Regions from separate parts of the Mus musculus genome. Here region 2 is linked to region 1. A link is a contact called in public Hi-C data. All regions are on one chromosome and are shown on one strand. The core of a region is the stretch at or near the end of the contact, and the rest is flanking DNA. Distances in the headings are between cores, read along the strand shown. Region 1 has its middle 19 kb from the start of 6330420H09Rik. Region 2 has its middle 38 kb from the start of Gm51502.

Evidence for each region. A called contact is a pair of places that touch in the nucleus more often than the background predicts.
Region 2: a Hi-C map of muscle stem cells shows a contact between it and region 1, with 3 times the contacts expected there. The contact joins two enhancer-like sites. A contact is called at or near these places in 16 of 484 Hi-C or Micro-C datasets (the HL-1 cell line, cerebellum, cranial neural crest and 6 more).

What each region holds. Positions count from the first base shown.
Region 1 is chr7:135,832,191-135,839,034 of GRCm38.p6, reverse strand. No RefSeq gene overlaps it. Among named protein-coding and RNA genes, the nearest start is that of 6330420H09Rik, 19 kb to the left of the region's middle. Within about 2 kb of position 1,779, at least 23 of the 459 cell types and tissues checked have an H3K27ac peak or open chromatin away from gene starts, as enhancers often do. A contact at or near this core is called in muscle stem cells, where this site is marked.
Region 2 is chr7:136,006,628-136,013,616 of GRCm38.p6, reverse strand. No RefSeq gene overlaps it. Among named protein-coding and RNA genes, the nearest start is that of Gm51502, 38 kb to the left of the region's middle. Within about 2 kb of position 3,421, at least 19 of the 459 cell types and tissues checked have an H3K27ac peak or open chromatin away from gene starts, as enhancers often do. A contact at or near this core is called in muscle stem cells, where this site is marked.

The sequences.
Region 1 (6,844 bases), core at 530-3,029:
GACTAAGCACTTGCTCGGCAAGTGTAAGGACCAACATTTGGGTGTCCAGACACACGTAAATGCTGGATGAGTGTGGTGTGCCTCCTGTAATTCTTGCCTCAAAAGGTAGGGACCGTAGATTCCCCAGACTAAGCTGGCTAAAACGAGCCATCTTAACGGGCTCTAGGTTTGAGAGACCCTGCTTCAGTGATTAAGGTAGAAGATCAATAGAGGATGGCTCCCAACACCAGCCTTACTTCCACATATATGTGCATATGTGTGCAGCTACACAGGTATGCCCCCACACACGAAAAACCTGCCCACACAGGTATGCAGCACACAAGAAATGGAAAAGGTAAAGCAAGGGCTGGAAAGTGAGTCGGGGTTCCCCACAGGCACAGAAGAAAGAGCAGCAATCCTGCCCTCCATCACATCTCCGACTCCTGCACTCATGGACAGAGCATATAAGGTGGCCCACGTGGGTTTGGAGTCCAGCAATGCATACCGATATTCTCTAAAACAGCTGCTGATGGGAGGAGACTGGAGATGGGATTCCATATCAGGGTGACAAGGTGACCAGGAGGTATGAGCTGGAAAACAACAAGGTTCACAGGGATACCCAGCAATTGCAAAGTCCCACCTAACAGCTTTCTGGTCTACTGTAAATGGAGGGGCCACTTTCATCCCATTGACCAATAAGGTCACAGAGGCCAAGTGACCATTAAGAGTCACCTGCATAGAAGTGGTACAACCAAATGAGAACCCAGCTCTATGGAGTTCTAAATCCACATTGTTCCCCGATAGAGAGCTGCTGGTGATGCTTTTCGGATATATATATACACACAATATATACACACATGGGTTAACATGCTCATATCTGTGTGTGCACAGAGAAACAAACAAAAAGGCTTCAACCCTGCTGTGACCTATGGGTTCTAGTGTTCTGTGAGAGTGCTCCCCTCCATGGGAGGCATAAGTCCATCCCTGCGGTCCTCTCACAGAGGCAGCATTGGGTCTGTTACTGTCTTCAGTTGGCCGGCATGAGCACCTGCCCAAGCCACTTCATCTTCACAGCACACGTTCACATCTACTCCCACCACACTTCCTGGCCTGGCTCCTACAGAACACTTTCAACCCTTTCTTTCCACTTCCCAAGTCCCAGAGCTGATCTCCAGGGCCAATCTGACTCCCTTGCCTGTGCAGTAAGCCAGCGCTTGCCCATCAATGATGGGCATCTGGCCCTGGCAGGTCCCTGTCCTCTGGGACTCACAGGCAGACAGGTAGCTAATCACAGTCAAGGGAAACATGGGATCCAGAAAAACAGCTTCTCTCCCACAGAAGAGCTCTTGTGTGCTCAGGGTGTCAGCCCGGTGGGAGAAGACCCAGGGGACTTTCTACATGCCCAGAGACCCCCACCTTGATAAGCCTTTGCCAGTGTGGCTCTGGGCCACAATTTGGTAAATAATGATAGAGCCATCCATCAGCCTGGTGGCATGTCCTGGACAACAGGGGCCTCTGCCAGCATGGTATTCTGTTTCTCAAAGCCCCCTTCCCGGTGCAGTTCCTTTATTCCAACTTGGGAAACAAAGCCTGGGAGTCCAGCCATAACAGACTTGCAAAGCCCACACGAGAAACTACCTGGGTTGGCAGGAGGGGTTCTGCTTGGTGGGCCTCTGTGCAGCTGCATAGCCTTAAGAAGAGTGAAGCAGACCCCTGGCCTGGTGGGTACTGGAAAGGGACCTCTCCAGTCTCCCTAGAAGGAGGCAGCTGGCCAGGGTAGTGTCATGTTTCCTGAGGAGCCTGACTCCTTTGAAAGCTTAAGGGTGCCATCTTGTGCTTGAGAGTTGTCAACGCACCCGGTTCCCAGTGGGATGCAGCAGGAGCTATCTGCCCGCTGCCTTTCTCCCCTTTTCTTCCTCTAACCCGGGGCTTCTTGACCTCTGTAGGATCCCCAGCTACCAGAAGGGTCTCAGTCCCGAGAACCTGTTGGGGGGGTGATGCTTATTTGAGCAGTCTGGCACCTGCCCTGCATCCTGAGTCACCTTCTCCGTGACACCTTGTTGGTGGTCCTGACCCTTTGATGCTGTGTTCTGTGCAGCCTGCAGGTAGGTGGGCAGGAGGGGACTGTGAGAGGCAGGGCCTAAAAATCCAAAAGGTACTTATTTATGAGAAAGGAAGAGAGAGATGTAAAAAAGGCGAAAGGGCAAAGGCGTGAGAGGAGAAGAAGGGGGCGAGGGAAGAGAGATGGGAAGGACTGTAGAAGACAAGAAGAGAGGGGGGAGCTACTGTACTTGCCTTTGGCTAATTGCAGCTGTAGCATCTAATTTCAGAAATTATTCTGTCTGTTCAGGAGCACGTGTGCATGTTCTATGGATTCAGAGGATGTGCACATTTGGGAAACTGACACAAATAAAGGAAAAAGCCACTGTCCCTAAGTGTACTGTCCCCATGGGTATCAGGTTCTTCATAGGGAGAGACTAGGGTGGGGGCAGTGTTTACAGAATTCAAAGTTAGGTCTTCCACCCACTGGATATCCTTCCCCCTGACTTCACTGCCAGACTCGCAGAAATGCCTGCTTTGAGTTTTAACTCATTTCCTCTTGATTTTTAGATTCAAACATCTTCAAATATGGCGGGGGTGGGGGTGGGGGCAGAAACAGAAGATATTTGCAGCAAAGAACAAAGTAAAGAAGACAGCAGAGGGTCCAAATGGTCCTCAGTACTTCATCAGGCTTAAATCTTCTTCTGTTTTCTCTTTCTGAAATAAAATCCAGGGGCAGCATTGAGAAACCAAATGCAGACATACACACAGAAAACACAGACAGACAGGGAGACAGCTGTACCATCTTCATAAACACAGAGCCAGCCCTTCCCAACTCGCACAGCCTGGCCTAAGTGACAGGGCATAGCTACTAGCCAAGGAGTTGTGTGGCAGTGTCACACCTCAAAGCCCATCACTGTGTAAGAGAAGTACACACTTACACACACACATATGAATAGAAGATCTAGAGAGGGCAAAGCTGCAAGTGTTTTGTTGGTATCTTTTGTGCTTTGAAGATAAACAGCCTCAGGGGAGTGAAGAGAAGGGACATGAAGATCACCCCAAGAAGGGAAGGAACCTGGGTCTTTAAGCCACCCTCTCTGTCTCTGACTCTCCAGGCTTGCACAGTGCAGCTATGAGGAAGGTGTGCCCTTTGCCATGCAACCCAGCATGCCACTAGGGTTACTGAGGGCAAGCTTTGGCCTGGCAGAAAAAGGTATGGAGCAGTGTCTTGCAGGGCTCTGTAGTTTAAACTCAACACAGATCGGGAGGCGTCTTGAGGTCTTACAAACTACACACACTAAGTCCCCATCTTCAGCAGCTTGGCTAAATGGGTGTTTTAATGCAAATTAGTTCAAATTGCTATCAAGAGTAATTATGGTAAAAGACAAGCAGCCTTTCCATCATCCTTCCCTCATTCAGCTCTTCTATGGTGTTTTTTAAATAACGTAGCCATAAAATTTCAATTGACCACTAAAAGAAGTGCTGCTGGCAATGGGGAGACAGAGGCAGGAAGAGGGGGCAAAGGTGCCATGAGCCATGGTCTATGGTGGGGGTCCACATGGTTCTCTCTCCTCACAGCTTGTCTTTGCTAGGCAGGGTTGCTCTGTGGGGATGAGGTGACTTCCCCAGGCGTTCAGACTGAGGTCAGGAAAGGGCACAAGGTCAGGGCAGCAGGGGAGATCAGGCCTCTGCTGCACTCGCCCCCTCCTTACCAGGCACGCCTCTCTTTCCCCACCTTCAGTTGCTGAAGCCAATTCATTATGATAATATTAGGTAAAACAGGCAAGCCTGTAAGATAGAAAAATTACATCTCATTTGTTCTAAATTTGCCCGAGTCTAACTCTTAAGGGAGGCCTTTACATATTTGCTAATGGGATCTGTTTCTTATTGCCCCAAAATGCATAAGATCCAAAAGGAATCAGATTCTCTTCCTGGTCTGAGTTATCATCGGAACACACACAACTAGAAACTTGATTTCACCGGTTCCTGCTTCGGGCATCCTTCGGTGTTCGGTTCCTGCTTCGGGCTCTAGGTGTCTGAAGGAGCTTTGATTTCCCAATTATGGCATCGTCTATAACATAAAACTGTTGTGTTCCCTTCATTAAAAGATTCAGTTGCAAATGCTGGGACAAAAATTACAAAGAGCCCCCTTTTTTAAAAAATGTGCACATTTATTGGGATTATTAAATCACAGCCGCTAATAGTGGTTGTCACCAACTTAATTTAAAAAGCTGATTATTACTCAAGCCCTCTGTATTTCAGGCCTGATCCTGAATCATTAGCAGTTGTGACTATTTCGTTAATTTGCAGATTAGGAACAAGTAAGTGCCTGTTTTGAAAAAAAATGTGGCCACTCGACCTTCAGCTACGGAGACTGAGTGAGTCAGGCCAGCTTCCAGAACAAAAGTATCCTGTCAAATAAATGCATTTTGATGCGGGTCAACTCGAGCAAAGAAACACTTTGGAGATCAACCGCCCGCGTCCCTGCAGCCAAAAGTCGGGCACAAAAGCCACTCCAGAAATGTTTAAATTAGCTGCCTCCCCAGTGGAGTCAAATCAAATCAAACGGCACACTCAGAGCCTAAACACGTTAAAAGATAGTCCTCGTGGGTAGCAGCCACTAAACCAATAGTAACTAGACAAAGGGGTCTTGGTGACCCTTGCTCAATAAAGATTTCTGGTGATGATGGGTACGAAGCGGAAGGTGCTAGGGCTGGGGAACAGACCCATCTCCTATGTGTTATTTCTATTGCGACATTTGTCATCAGTCAGATGATGGTAATAAAATTTGTAACTGTTTCCCTTATCCGCTGCTGCGATTTACCTCCTCTAATAGACAATGCGAGCGCTAAAAGGCCCATATACATCTTCATTACAGACTCCGGCGCCCGAGCCACTCTCCTCCAGAGACACTTTTATTCATTTTTACACAATTTGCCTACTGTACGGTACAGATGGTTTCTATTAAGTAAAATATCTGTTTTCTTCCAAATTTTTAGTTTTCATGATTCAATTACCTTAAAATGATTGTGCATTGTGTTATCTCCCCTCATGACTTAATTTAGCTCAAACACTCCCAGCATAAACTGTAAGCCCCGTTTCATCCGCTCAGAAAATCACCCACATACTGTGATGTTTCTAAGGGTTGTTCCACCCCGGCTGTGATTTCTGCGCTTTTATCAGTTTCTTTCACCCGCGTCTTAACTGTGTTGGATAATTTTCTGGAGATAAATTTAAATATGAAAGGGTGTACAGGGAAACTTCGGACTGATATTAAAATGGGATTTTTTTTTTCCTTCATTATACTGTAAGATGTGCGGCATGCTTGTGAGCAGGCACACCGCCTGTGCTGGCACCTCAGTTGCCAAGAGCCTCCTCCTTGGGAATCTTCAGAGCTGCTGCCCCCACATGGTGGACCCCTGGCGTCAGCTTCCCCTTGCAGCCTTCCTTCTTCCCAGCCTGCTTCCTGTCCCAGTTTGTTAGTTGCGTAGAGGAAGCTGCAGGCTTCCACCTTGGCTCTAAAGAGAGCGTGGCATGGGTTCCAAATTTGCCTTCTCACACCTGGAGGGCCACGTTCTCCAGCCTGCCTCCCCCGGAGGTTGGGAGCCTGCTCCTGAGTGCCTGGAACCCAACAACAGCCTGCTTGTCTCGCTCTATTAGCGTGAGAGTAGGCAAACGCTCCCTGGAAATTTCCCCTCTCTTGCATTTTACGTTCATGTTTTATTCTGGCTCTCAAGTGTTCCAATTTTTCCCTCTGGAATATAGCCTGCAGCAGAGACCCTGTTGCTTCCTCAAGGCCCTCACCAGTCTCAGCAGCCCCGAACTTGGACCAAAAAGCATCTTATACCACTGTAAAGGAAACATAGAAAGGAGAGAGTTCAACCTTCGAAGGAAGGTAGGCTGTTAGGGGAGAGAAGTGTTCAGAGAATGAAGGCTACCCCCTCAAGAGGGAGGAGTAGGATGTGGCAGAGAGACGGTCTGCTAGTACATCTGCAGACAGGCTTCTGTTCCCCTCCAGGCTTCCTGAAGAGCCAAGAAACCTTTGCATGTGGCCATCCAGAACCCTCCACTAGACATACATAGAGTTTACCAGGAGTGGGCCCCTCCAGCTTTGACAAAAGTGGGACCGACTCCCATGGGGCCTCATCCTGTTCCTATGAACACTGGTCTGAGCAGGCACGGTATAATCGATAATAAAAGAGCAGTCTGGGGAATATGTTGTAGCCCTCCAAGGCACTTGACACTCAATAGTGTCATTATAACTCCAGTGTTCACCATTCATGAGCTCCTTACCTGCTGCCCTTAACCAAGAGCCAGTGAGGACCTGGCAGGAAACTCCTTCAAGAGACTGGATCACAACTAACAAGGGGAGCTTTGCCTAGGCAACATGGACGGATTCAGAACGCATCTTGACAAGGGGTGATGAGACTCTGGGAGATTCCCTCTTGCCTCTGGTTTGGAGAGTCTGTGTGGTACGATCTCACTGAGTCAGTTTGGACTTTAGTGAGCCTGGTACAGACAGACCCTCCCAGGGTGATGACAGAGAAAAAGAAAGAACTGTCTAAACAGCCATTCTTGGTCACACACACACACACACACACACACACACACACACACCAGACATCACCAGTTTAAGAGTACTCCAATCTGCAGTGTTCATGTGAGACAGCACTGCCCACAAAGATCTGGTCAATTTAGCTACCAAGACAGGTTTCACTACCACACTGGAATGACGTTTATCTCGACAAGGGTTCCTGCTTCTTCTACTCTACACCTCCTTACTCCTGACCAGAGTATAGCCAGCTCCCCCAACACATGCTAC
Region 2 (6,989 bases), core at 2,172-4,671, 170 kb before region 1:
ATTGTCAAGTGAACTAAACAAGGATGGAGGCCTCCTTTCTTTTAATGTAATCATAACACATTTATTCAGTCACGTGCCTGTTAGCCAGGTACCAGACCTCCTTAACAAAATAGTTTTATCTCCTTATCTGCTTTGGCTTCTCTGAGTCTGGCACAAATATCTATCCAAGATGGAACTCACTAACTAGGGATCCGCCCTTCAACACACAAGCCTTTGTGGGAAACATTTCTTGTCCAACCCATCACAAGCATGGGTGAACCAGTACCACTTCAATCATACTAGGATGACCAACCATGTTCTATGGCTGCCGGAGTGAACGGCCGTAAGTGTGGTAACTTAAAGCCCATCTCCTTAAGCTGTGATTGGCAACTCCATAGGAAGCCATGTGACTGAATATAGGTATCATAAAAAATCGGCTACACTCTATGACTTCTGTATGTGCATCACCCAAAAGTTCACTCCAAATCAAATGCCAAATCCATCCGAAACAATTCTGTCAACACTTGCCTTGCTTCCTGTTGCTGGGCAGGAACCCACAGCAGCCTTGGTTCTGAACACGCGACATGCCCACGTGCCTCCATGAAAGCAACCAGAATGACTGTGAGTTTGCTCATTGCAATGTTTGCATCCACGCCGTGCTCTGCTCTTATAGAAACACAATGATTGTGGCAGAGAATGAAGAAGGTTTTCTCAGCATCATTCCTCAGCAGGCAAGCACCAGGTTAGCACATCTTTGGATAGCACTGTTTTGATGTTGTAAACTTTAGATTGTTATCTGAATTCCCAACTTGAGTTTCATGGAAAACCATTCAATGAACTTCCAATAGTTTCTGAAACAGTCTTAAATGTCCTTCTGCCACTGTTGTGGTATGTGTGTAGGAGAAGTGGTGTTCTCAGCCTGAGAGATTATAGAATAAAAATATTGATAGACTGAAGACACCAACGTTGTTTCTGTCCTGCTGCATCAAATATTTTGGGGAAAAATAAACTCTTCCCATCAAAATAAACATAGGTATCCATCATAAATTAGTAAGGATAATTTACTCTTTACCTTTAATAAATAGTAACGGTCTGTGTAGGCCAGAATTTTCAAAGTAATTTTTTATGATTGATTGTCAGTAAATGTTACCAGGAGTTGCATAAAGATCTCTAGGGTAAAAGGAATTATGGGTGAAAAGTTTAAGAAACTTTGGCCTGGCAGGTAAGGTGGTACATGCCTTAAATCCCAGCACTTGGGAGGCAGAGGCAGGTGGGTCCCTGAGTTCAAGGCCAGCCTGATCTACATAGTAAGTTTTAAGACAGCCAGGGCTACCTAGAGAGTCTCTCCCTCTCCCTCTCCCTCTCCCTCTCCCTCTCCCTCTCCCTCTCCCTCTCCCTCTCCCTCTCCCTCTCCCTCTCCCCCTCCCCCTCCCCCTCCCCCTCCCCCTCCCCCTCCACCTCCACCTCCACCTCCACCTCCACCTCCACCTCCACCTCCACCTCCACCTCCACCTCCCCCCTCTCTCTTAATCTGCCATAAGTCTTGGCAAACCTGGAGTGTCAACAAAACCACATTCCTACCAAAAGGGCAAATCAGTTCCCAGCTTTTTCCAGCTTCTAGTGGTCATCTTTAGTGTTTGGCTTGCAGCTGCATTGCTCTCATCCCAGCCTAAACTGTCACATTCTCTCTCCCCACTTCTCTTTGTGTTCTGTATTTGTCTCCACAAACAATCCTCAGGTTGCACTTGGGGCTTACCAGGTACTCCTCACTCATGTCCACACATACTGCATCTGTGCTTTGCTCTTGGAAAACACCTACAGGTCCTTTGGAAATGCTGTGTAGACAGACAACTACCTCTGCTAATGCAGGACCAGTCTCCACTGTGGTCCTCATATAATGGAAGAATGCACATCTTCCAGAGATGGTGTTCTAAAACCTATGTGCTGTGTCTTCTCCAAATCCTTAAAATTCAATGAAGCCATCAGAAAAGACACAGGAGCTCTGGTAGTCTGATACTCAAAGACTGCGTCTGAGGACTAAGGCCATAGATAACTTGGTTTTCCTGACTGTTATATTCTATCTTGTCCAAATGTTCACTTAGAGGAGGCATGACTATCTGTCTTAGTCACTTTTCTATTGCTTTGCTAAGACATCATGAACAAGGCAACTTATAATTGAGTTTATTGGATCTTGTAGTTTCAGAGGGTGAGTCCATGACCAATATGTCAAGAAGTATAGCAGTAGTCAGGTAGGCACAAATTCAAAAGCAGGGGCTGAGAGCTCACATCTGTCTCACAGACACAAGGCAGAGAGCTTGCTGGTAATTGTGTGGGCTCTTGAAACCTCAAAGCCCACTCCAGTGACACATTTGCTTCAACAAGGCCACACCTCCTAATCCTTATCAAACAGTTACGTGAACTATGGACCAAGGATTCAAATGGCCCTCTGAGGGCTACTCTCATTCAAACTGCCATATCATCTTCTGTCAATTGTAGTTGGTCCATATCCTGGAACTCATGGTCTGTCCGGGCTCAGAGCAAGTGTCCTGCACCTGCTGTAGAGATTGGGAAAGAGTGAAGTTTTCAGAATGTAGTGAGGAGCAGCTCTAGTCACGCTCAGGTCCCAGGCACCCCTGCTGCACTCTGAGCTGTGTGTGGCAGCCCTTGGGGAAACACTGGCATTTGGGGACCATTGCATCATCCTCGCAGGTACAAGCTGCCTTGAAAGGATGGGGGAGTTTGTTCCACCAACAGCAGGGTACACGTTAGCTCTTCCCTAGCCTTTCTGAAGCTCATCGTGACAAGAAGGATCCTTTGCAGCTGAGGAAATAGAGATTTTGCAGATTAAACAACTTGCCTAAGGCCACTCAGCTGATGTGGAGTCCAACTGGGATTTAGATCTGGGATTCTAACAATTCTAGGCCCTGAGTTTTCCCAGTAAACCAGGGAAAGATGAAGAGCTAGCATGGCTGACCAACTAGGTTATGAAACACATTTTTAATGTCTTGGTTTATTTTGTTTTCATTTTCTTTATCTAAAGAAGTCAAAAGTGAGGGATGGAAGGTGACCCTGCTCTAAACTGTACTTGCTGAGGACCAGCCTAGCAAATATCGGGCTTTCCAGTCACTACACTCATCCAATCCCAGCCTCTGCTCCATCCACCACCAGGCTGCCATCCTTGGACAGTCCTTTGGATTCCAAATTTATTCTCGAGCTTTTAAATCTAATTCAATGTCAGCTCTTCACATAATGGCCCTACAGAATTCTCTAGGCTATCTGCATCTCTAGTGGGAACCAGGGTAGCACCAGCGCTCCCTAGTGGCAGAGGCAGGTGTGACATGTGAGCATCCTTCTCAAGATCCCTCCGGCCCGCCCCTGGCTGGTAGCAGCAGAGACTGCCATTTGGCATTCTGACCAGTGCTCCAGAGAGCAGTGGGTGGAGTGTCGCCTTTTAGGGGAGTTCCAGGCAGGCCAGGGCATCTGCCCAACCCTGGCACAGCCTAGACGCCTGTGTAGAAGCTGAATGTTCCCTTTGATGTTCTTTCTCTTGCACCCCACAAGAGCACTTGATTCACCCTGAAAGTGAAGTGAGTTATTTATGACCCCCGCCATCCATCGTGGGGTGGTAACTGCTGCCAACATACAGATCATTGTTCTTGGCACCATCATTTTTGGTGATGTTTGCTTAATGGCACTGAGCTGAAATATCATTTTCTGGGAATGGCTGCCCACCAGGCACTTAATTACAAACAAAATTAGACTTCCGTGTGGTTTCACCCAAAGCCCAGGGCATTGGGATAATTACTTAGAGAAAAGATAAAAATACAAGTTTATCCCACAAACTGTCCTGCCAAATACCATAAAGCCAGAAGCATCACACGCTCCCATGAAAGTCCATTTTTCCCAAATCAAGTCATGCGGCAGCTCCTTACCCCTCCGTGGGTGGATCAGGCACAGCATAGGTGACTCTTGTGGCCCAGGGGACAAGGCTAAGATACAGGGAGGTTTTCTAAATATCCCAAAGGCTGATGAGGGCAGTCCTTATTGATTTATCGAAATGGGGGGGGGGTGTTCTTTCTGTGTGTGTGTGTGTGTGTGTGTGTGTGTTACAAGCATATGAGTGTGTACATGTGTACAACGGCACTCACCCGTGTGGGTATATGTGGAAGCCAGAAGTCAACTTTGGACATCCTTCTTTGTCACCAGTCCCTCTCCATTTTATTTTTTAAGCTAACGTTTCTCTCTGAACCTGAATTTTGCTAGCAAAACAGTGAGTCCCCATTATCCGATTGTCTCAGACATCCAGCTTTTGGGTTAGAGATGTATTCCACTGTACCCAGCTTCTCCTTGGGTGCTGAGAATCCAAACTCAGGTCCTAGATGTCACGGAGCAAGCCGTTTCCTCACTGAGACATCTCTCTAGCACCTCAAACTTCAAGGGCCAGCGGGAGTTAAGCAGATACCATACTTCTTGGGTTTGAAAAGCAAAAGGATCGTGCCCACTGGTGGAACAAAGACGAGCCTCTGGGTCTTGGGCACCTCATTGGAGGATGGGAAATGTGAGGCTATGTCCTCCCTTGGGGGACTATGTGAGACCAGAGCACCTGACTTAGTCCCTGGCACTCACTGGGTACACGGGACATGGTAACAGCACGGTAGCGCAGCAAGACTCCTGTGCCTTCATCAGGCTGGTTCCCTAAATGCTCTCCTGCATCTGCAGGCATCTGCAGCATGGCACCAAACTCCTGCTTGCTCTTTATTAGGGAAGCTGAGACTTGGTACCCAGGTCCTCTGTGAAATGGGGAGAAGGCGAGTTGGAAGGATTCACTTGCCTTCAGACTCCAACACAGGGCTCCTCTGCTCCTGCCCTAAGCAGCTCCCTGCTGGATTTATCTGCTGTCCCCAGTGGCAGGGGATTAGATCAGATAAGTGGGTGAGCCCTCTCCTTAGCCATTGCTTTCTGTCTCTCTTCATTACTGTCTGAATGTTTTCCTGGACGGAGCCAGGTTCCTCCTGAGAAGGGCAGGCCACCAGTTCCACCCTCCTCACCCCCTAGAGCCTGTGGAGGGTCTGTGTTGGGGAGCTGTTGACTCCAAGCACTCGGACTGAGTTCTGCACCCTTGGCAAAGCGCAGCCGAAGCTGTACACGGTTTAAGGGGGCAGCGTGAGTAATCCAGAGAGCACAGAAACATGCCACCTCTGGAAGGCTAGAGGCAAGATTCATTTAAACAGCTTCCTCTGTCACCGGTGTCACCAAGCTGAAGCTTGTCTTGTTTACGGGATGAAGGTTTCACACTGTGTCAACGGGCTGCCAGAACTCGGCATTCAAATGAGCAGTTAGTATAAGTCAGCCATAAACATGGCAGATCCGAGAGACGGGCAGAAGCCGCTCGGATCCCCGGTGCAGCTTTTAAGCACTTGGCATGCTGCTGTCTCCGACTGGAGAGGGGGCTGCAGGCATCATTTGGGCCCGGGTGCAATGCACTTGAAATAATTACTTTAATCAGCAAAAGTTAATTACTTTAAATCATAAATTAATGGCAGAGCATTTGGCAGAGCCTGACGTGCGTGGCGAGGCTGTCAACGGAAAGCCCAGGTGAACCCACGACCCTGCCTGGTGCCGCCACAGAAGCTGGAGCCCACCCACTGCGTGTGCCACTTCTGCAGCTCTAGGAGGAACTCTCTGTAACCGGAGAAGCGCCACCTTAAACTGTCACCTATAAAAAAAAGGAGCCGTAAACAAGCAGGCTGCCGCTAAGCAGGTGCTGCTGGAGAAGCCGGCCCTTGACAATAATAAGATCTTAAAATGGCATCTGCCTTTATTTTACAGCATAATTGGAAAGACGGTTCAAAGTAATAAACCCAGCTGATATGTTTTATGAGTTGGTAGTTAGCAGTGTTTACTAGGGAAGAAGAGTTGGGGGAAGATACTGTCAACCCCCTGGATGCAATTTCCATACCAAGATGTCTAGAGAGCCAACTGCTATAAGGCACCAAGACCACTGTGTGGAAGCCCCAGCAGCCATAGCCTTATACCTATCTTGTTCTCTCTGTGTTGGCATCGCCAGGAAGCAGCCAGAGTGCCTTGAGAAGGCAGGAGAAGGAGGTTTTTGGGTTTTTTGTGGTTTTTTTTTTTTTTTTTGAAGAGATGAGAGCTCTCACAGACCACTCTCATAGCCATCTAGCTCAGAGTCTCTTGCATATCAGGCGTGGGTGCTTGCACAAATAGGGTACTGGGACATGCAGCCACTTTGCTGAAAAGTCCACCTGCAGGGGCCAGAACATCCTTTCTGGCAGGTATAACTCCTAGGAGGACGCCAGCCAGCATTAAGTTACTCACTGCCAACAAAAACAAGCAGTATTTTGGTCCTGGCTTTGGTCCAGTGAGCTCTTAGTTAGTGGTAACGACAGGAGACCTATACTTTGTTTCTGGCTCTAGGTACCTTTAGCTAAGACATGTCTCCCTGCTAGAGGTGACTCCTCTGTAGAAGATATTCAGCAGGAGGATCCAAAATTCTGTCTGGAGACTATCTTGAAGCATCCCTCCTAACATGCAAGGATGGAACACAGATTGAATGCTCTGATTTCTAAGATCACACAGCACAACTGCACTGGCATCTTGTGGTCACAGCCCTGTTTGGCCTCCACAACTTATCCTATATCTAAAACATTATCCTGGCCCCAGTTACTGGCTCCTTAGGCAGGGATTGCCCTTCAAGATGGCTCTCACTGTGGTGTTCTGCTTTGGCCTTGGTGAGACTTTGAGTCATGTCTATTCAGAATAACTCTTGTTGTTGTTTAATTATTTTTTTATTTTTATTTTTTACACCTCAAATTTTATTCCCCCGTCCACCCTCCAACTGTTCTGCATCCCATAACTCCTCCCCATTCCCTGTCTCCACGAGGATATCCCCACTTCCCACCCACCCCCATCCAACCAGACCTCTAAACTCTCTGGAGCCTCCAGTCTCTTGAGGGTTAGGTGCATCTTCTCTGACTGAACCCAGACCC